Linked DNA regions of Mus musculus: region 2 is linked to region 1. A link is a contact called in public Hi-C data. All regions are on one chromosome and are shown on one strand. Each heading gives the region's core, a stretch centred on a gene start, on an enhancer-like site or on the middle of the called end of the contact. The rest is flanking DNA. Distances are from core to core; before and after follow the strand shown.

What was found. A called contact is a pair of places that touch in the nucleus more often than the background predicts.
Region 2: a contact with region 1 is called in a Hi-C map of olfactory sensory neurons, with 1.7 times the contacts expected there. The contact joins the enhancer-like site here to the promoter of Thoc2 in region 1. A contact is called at or near these places in 2 of 39 promoter capture datasets (3T3-L1-derived adipocytes and embryonic stem cells), 2 of 484 Hi-C or Micro-C datasets (adipose-derived mesenchymal stem cells and olfactory sensory neurons), 3 of 115 datasets of contacts at active chromatin or transcription factors (the SCID.adh cell line, embryonic fibroblasts and embryonic stem cells) and 3 of 9 other capture datasets (adipose tissue, liver and pancreatic islet).

The regions. Positions count from the first base shown.
Region 1 is chrX:41,910,346-41,913,153 of GRCm38.p6, reverse strand. Thoc2 (THO complex 2) reads left to right here and starts at 1,253. Exons shown (of 39, transcript NM_001033422.1): 1 at 1,253-1,353. The coding sequence starts at 1,283.
Region 2 is chrX:41,947,079-41,949,879 of GRCm38.p6, reverse strand. No RefSeq gene overlaps it. Among named protein-coding and RNA genes, the nearest start is that of Thoc2, 37 kb to the right of the region's middle. Within about 2 kb of position 1,394, at least 3 of the 459 cell types and tissues checked have an H3K27ac peak or open chromatin away from gene starts, as enhancers often do. A contact at or near this core is called in olfactory sensory neurons, where this site is marked.

The DNA of each region.
Region 1 (2,808 bases), core at 4-2,503:
GGAAGAATTACTATCTTCTAAGAGCTTGGCAACTTTGAAAAGTACAGGGTAGTAATTTTGTAGATTCTCTCTCAATAATGGTTATGACTGCTGCCCTACAATATTGAATTAATATATAAAATTTGGGTATTAACAATTTTTAAAATTTGAGTAGTGTTTCTTCTAGCACTTCACAGGCATTTCACGGGCAGTCCCATGGTGTCCGTCTTTTCACTTGCTTGTCTACCTTGCATTAATTACATTCAGGCCAATGGGAAGTTGCTATGTTCCTGCCTCAGGTTCCCAAGTGTTGGAATTATATCTGTGGAACCCTGTGCCTGGTTCACTTGCTCTGTTTCTGAGATAATTTAGCTTTTTCCCCCCAGTAGTGAAGTACCAAAGCAGAGCCTGGTTCAAGGTAAGCAAGTGCTCTAGACCACAGCTACAGGGTTTTTTTTTTTTTTTTTTTTGTTTTTTTGTTTTTTTGTTTTTGGTTTTGGTTTTTCGAGACAGGGTTTCTCTGTGTAGCCCTGGCTGTCCTGGAACTCAAGCTGTAGACCAAGCTGGCCCGGAACTCAGAAATCTGCCTGCCTCTGCCTCCCCAGTGCTGGGATTAAAGGCGTGAGCCACCACTGAAGGTATAGCTCTAACCCTGGTGGAATTTATTTTCACCAACACAGGGAGATATCTTCCATATTTTCCTACAGTAACGTTTTCTCTTTGTAATAAGAAATATTTTTTGTAGAGAGATTATAACACCTTAAACATCGTTTCTCGGCATAGTAATACTCCCTAGTTTGACAGCTCAAGTAAGGAGTTAGGATTTGGCGGAGCATGCGGTTCCCAGCTTTTGTCCATTATGTGTGCCCTGTCCGTATTAATTTTCTATTTAGTCGTTAGTTGAGATATTTCTTATCTCATGTTCCTTTTTTTCCAGAAGCTCATGTCATGGCTTACAGTTCCAGCATCCACCAATGCCTAACAGACCGAGTGATTGAAAAATTACGAGTTTGAATTAGTGGCTTGGGGTAGAGATTACGGGAGATCATAAAGGCCACAGCGGCCTGGCGTTTTTGTTTTTTGTTTAATGTGTATATGTTCTAAAGGGAAGTAGGGGTGAGAGCTGTGGCACCCGCCACCTCTTTGTCGGCCTGGCCCAGGACTTCCGTTTGGTGGGGAAGTAGGTGGGGCGGGAAATCTAAACCCGAGTTCGCAGCTTCCGTCACTCCCCGTGGGCGGCGCTCCCCTTTGACCCCGCGCTCGGGAGCTACACATCCGGGCCACTGTTACTAGCGAGGGGAAGATGGCGGCCGCGGCTGTGGTGGTTCCCGCAGAGTGGATAAAGAACTGGGAGAAATCAGGGAGAGGCGAATTGTGAGTGTTTCTGACCGAGGGAAGGCGCCGGGCCGCCCTGAGGTCGGGGCGCTGGGCGCAGTCGGAAGTGGGGTACAGGGGCCGGGGGGCAGCGGCGCCCCCTCCCCCACCCGCACCCGGGCGGCGGATGAGGATGGTTGGTTGGTCCGGAGTTTCCACTTGGCTGAGGAGCGGAGCCGGGAGCCGCCACTATCGCCGCCGCCGCCGCTGAGCGTCTTGCCTTCCCTCCGACCTCCCCGAAAGCCCCGTGGTCCCCGGGAGCCCCGCTTCCTTTAGGTCTCTCCGCAGAACTTCCGTCTCGTCCCCTCAGGTCCCCCTGGGCTCCTGCCCTGTCGCTTTTTTGTCTGTCTGGCTCATCGTCTTAACTCAGCTCGCTGGGCTCGGCTCCTTTTCTCTCCGTGGCTTCGCAGCCGGAGCTGTGTGGGTCCGCCACTTGCCATGTCTCTCACTGTCCCGTTTTATCTTCTTATTTTTATTTGTCCCCCCCCCCCCCGGGATCTAAGACGACTCCCGCACTTTGGTTCCCGGCCTCTCCTGTGCCCGAAGTCTTAGGAGGGCGAACTGTCCCGAACTCTCTGCTCCTCGCCGCTGGTGGCAGAGGAGCCCGGGGCGTCGGGGACAGCCAGGCATGGCACCTCTGCTTTCTCAGGGAGCGGCAGCTTGCGCTGCCCTGGCCCTGCGGTACTCGGGAAAGTGTGGCAGGGATTGCCGCTTCTTTTTGCCAAGTCCCTGCCGGCGTGTCACCTCGCCGTGGTTTCGGGATGGGATTCAACTTTTCCTGGTAGAAGGTTTAGGGAACTCCATTTTGGCCTGGGACTGCAGCGAGTGCTCGCCCTCCTCGAGGCTTTTCTAGTACTTTAGGATGATCTCTGTGTCCTTTAAGTCATAAACTTACTTTGTACCGTCACCGGTAATTTCCTACAGTAGCGGCTTTCGCGCCTCCCAGTAGCCACCCCACCCCCGACTCCCCGTTTAAGTTGACAGAATTAATCACTGATTAAAAAAAAAAAAGTTGTAATTTCTTCTTCTGAGTCGCTCTGGAAGCTTAGCAGTCAATCCTATGTGAGATTAACTCTCTTTAGCTGCTTGAGTTGTCTCCCTCCACACTCCCACACTCATCCAGTATCAGGTTCCCAGTTGCTCACGGGAAGATAGGAATCTTTAAAACTTTGTTACTTCAAAGAAACCCGGTACACCAAGCTCTTGTGACTTGACTTACTCCCACATCCCTTTGCTGTTCTGTGAAACGTTAACAGCGTGAGTCCTAGAATTGGATTGTCTGAGTAAGTGGCTAGCTTAGCCCACTTAACCAGCTGAGTGACCTTGGATAAATTCGTAACCATTTGGGGCCGTTTCCCCTTGAGTAAATTGGGAATAAGAAGCGTTCTACTCGAAGGATTGTTGAGAAGAGTTAATGTCTATAAAGCACTTGGGTTATAGTAAGTGCGCAAGTGA
Region 2 (2,801 bases), core at 145-2,644, 37 kb before region 1:
CTGGAGAGATGGCTCAGTGGGTAAGAGCACCCGAATGCTCTTCCGAAGGTCCGGAGTTCAAATCCCAGCAACCACATGGTGGCTCACAACCATCCATAAGGAGATCTGACCCCCTCTTCTGGAGTGTCTGAAGACAGCTACAGTGTACTCACATATAATAAATAAATAAATCTTTAAAAAAAAAAAAAAAGTGCTTTTCGGGTCAGTGGCCAAGGTTTTCAGGAGACGTCTCCTGCTCAGTTCTAATCTGTATTCTGAATTATACATTCGAGCCTTTCAATTTGTCCTCTTTTCGGTGTAAGCTTTCCAGGGTTATCAGAGTTGGCTATAACTGCATCGCTGCATCCACAGCTTTTCATTTCCTGTGGAAGAACTTTCCGCTGATACCTGTTTACAGATTGGACATTATTATAAGTAGGCACAGCGAAAGCAAACCTTTCCCTATCCTGTTCCTGCAAGGGAATAGTAAAAACGCAACCTTTTAAATCAATTACTACCATAGGCCATGACTTAGGTCATAAAAAGGTAAAGGAATTCCAAAGTGTAACGGACCCATTGGTTCAATTACTCTAGTAATTCACCACTCTTAAATCTGTTAACATTCTCCATTAATTTATCTCCAACATGGAAAACTTTTTTGAGGAAATATTAATATAAACTGTCACAAGTGTGCTGTTCTCTGTTCATTAAGGTCTCCATGCAATGGTTTCTTCATAGAGCTGCCTGCCTTGACTGCCATCTCTAACACAACAAGCTCTGTCATTCTCCCATCCTTATCCTCCACTCTGATTTCATGACATTCTGTGTCCATTTGTCTGCCTCATCCCATGAGGCTGTGGATCTAAGATATACATTGACCTAGATGATTGTGATCTCAGTTGCTGAGTACCTCAGTTGTCTAACCATTTCCTGCATTTAAGCTGGTGATTCTCAAAACAAGGTCTCCAGGCAAGCAGCATCAGCATCATCTGGGAACTTGTTAGAAATGCAAATTATCTAAGCCCCACCCAGAACTCCTAAGCCTTCAGAAGCCTTGGGAATTTGGCCCAGCAGAGACTGTTTTAACAAGCCCTCCAGGCGATTGTGACACCCTAGCTTTCTTTTTCTAGTCAACACTTCCCCAGCTTTCTTCTCGGTATCTTTTCCAAGAGGAAATATGGTAGCTGTCTCACCTACTCTATCCTCCACCATGCCCCGTTCTATTCTAAGATTTATTTTTATGTCTGTGGATGTGTGTGAACTCGTGTGTGAATGCCTGAAGCCAGAAGAGAGCACCATATCCTCTGGAGCTGGAATTACAGGTGGTTTTGGGCACTGGGTACCAGATACACCACGTCCTGTCCAAGAAGCAGTACACATGACTAGCTGCTGAGCCATCTCTCCAGCCCTGAGGCCTCACTTTTATATGGGTGATTTAGCTGCTGTTCCATTCCCAAGAAACCAATAACAAAGACCAACACTGAACTCTTGTTGTCGTCGTTATTGGTTTGTTTTGTTTGTTTGTTTGTTTGTTTGAGACAGGGTTTCTCTGTGTATCCCTGGCTGTTCTGGAACTCACACTTGCTCTGTAGACCAGGCTGGCCTTGATCACAGAGATCCACCTGTCTCTGCCTCCTGAGTGCTGGGATCAAAGACATGCGCCATCGCCGCCGCCGCCACCGCCACCGCCACCACCACCACCACCACCACCACCACCACCACCACCACCACCACCACCACCACCCTGCTCTGAACTCTTGATAAAGTACCAATGACTGAGAAGACACCAACCTAACTGCCTGTGAAAGTGAATTGCTTTGTGCCCTTCTGTCTTGAGAGCCGGGGACAGTGAGTTGTCCTAAATGTTGAAAGTTAGGAATTGCTTTGCTGTCTTTGTCCAACCCTACAGCTTCCTCCTTTCCTTTGTGAGTTTCACTTATCACTAAATCCTTTGCACTGCTTATGCAGTTTTAATTTCTCCTTCCTAAAGCATGCAGTCTGCAAGGGGCTCTTTGCTAATGAGCAATGGGATTCTCATAATGGGGCATGCACTGATGGTGATTACTCGAATTATCACCCACGGTGGTTTGAAATCGAATGCAATTTTAGGTAAAGCTTTGCAAATTCAAGTGGCCAGACCACCTAATCCCTATGATGATGACGACGATTGCAAAGGATGCCGTTATGGTCAACTCTTTCTGATAATCCTGGAGAGCTTCCACAGGAAAGAGGACAAATTGGAAGGCTTGGGTGTATAACTCAGAATATAGCAGAAAATCAGAGTGCATCCATGCCAGCATCGAAGTAGTCTTGAGAGCCACAGAAGAGATATGCCTGCAGATCATGCTCAGGGACCGATTATAAATGTTACAGAGGCGCTGCATCAATTAAAGGAACAGATTTGCCAGAACTCTTAGGCCAAGTTAAAGGTACACCTGGGGAAAGAATAAGACCCTAACGTGTTGGCTGGAAATATTTGGCATAAACAGATGAGGCTGAGAAAAAATTAATCCCTACAGTCCCATGAACCTTTCTTGCAAATTTAAGTAGTCTTTTATCCCTTCTAAAGGTACTAATCGACCTCTTTAATGAGTTCCACTGGAGCATTTTTAAAAGAAATGCTGATTCTTCTCAGAGCCAACCCTCACTCCTCAGTGCCCCTACTCTCATAGGAATTGTTAGCTCTCAGCTGAGCTCTGGTGGTGCAATTGCAGAGGCAAAGGCACACGTAGCTCTGTGAGTTTGAAGCCAGTCTGGTCTGTAGAGCAAGTTCCGGGATAGCCAAGGTTACACAGAGAAACCCTGCCTCAACCCCTTCAAAA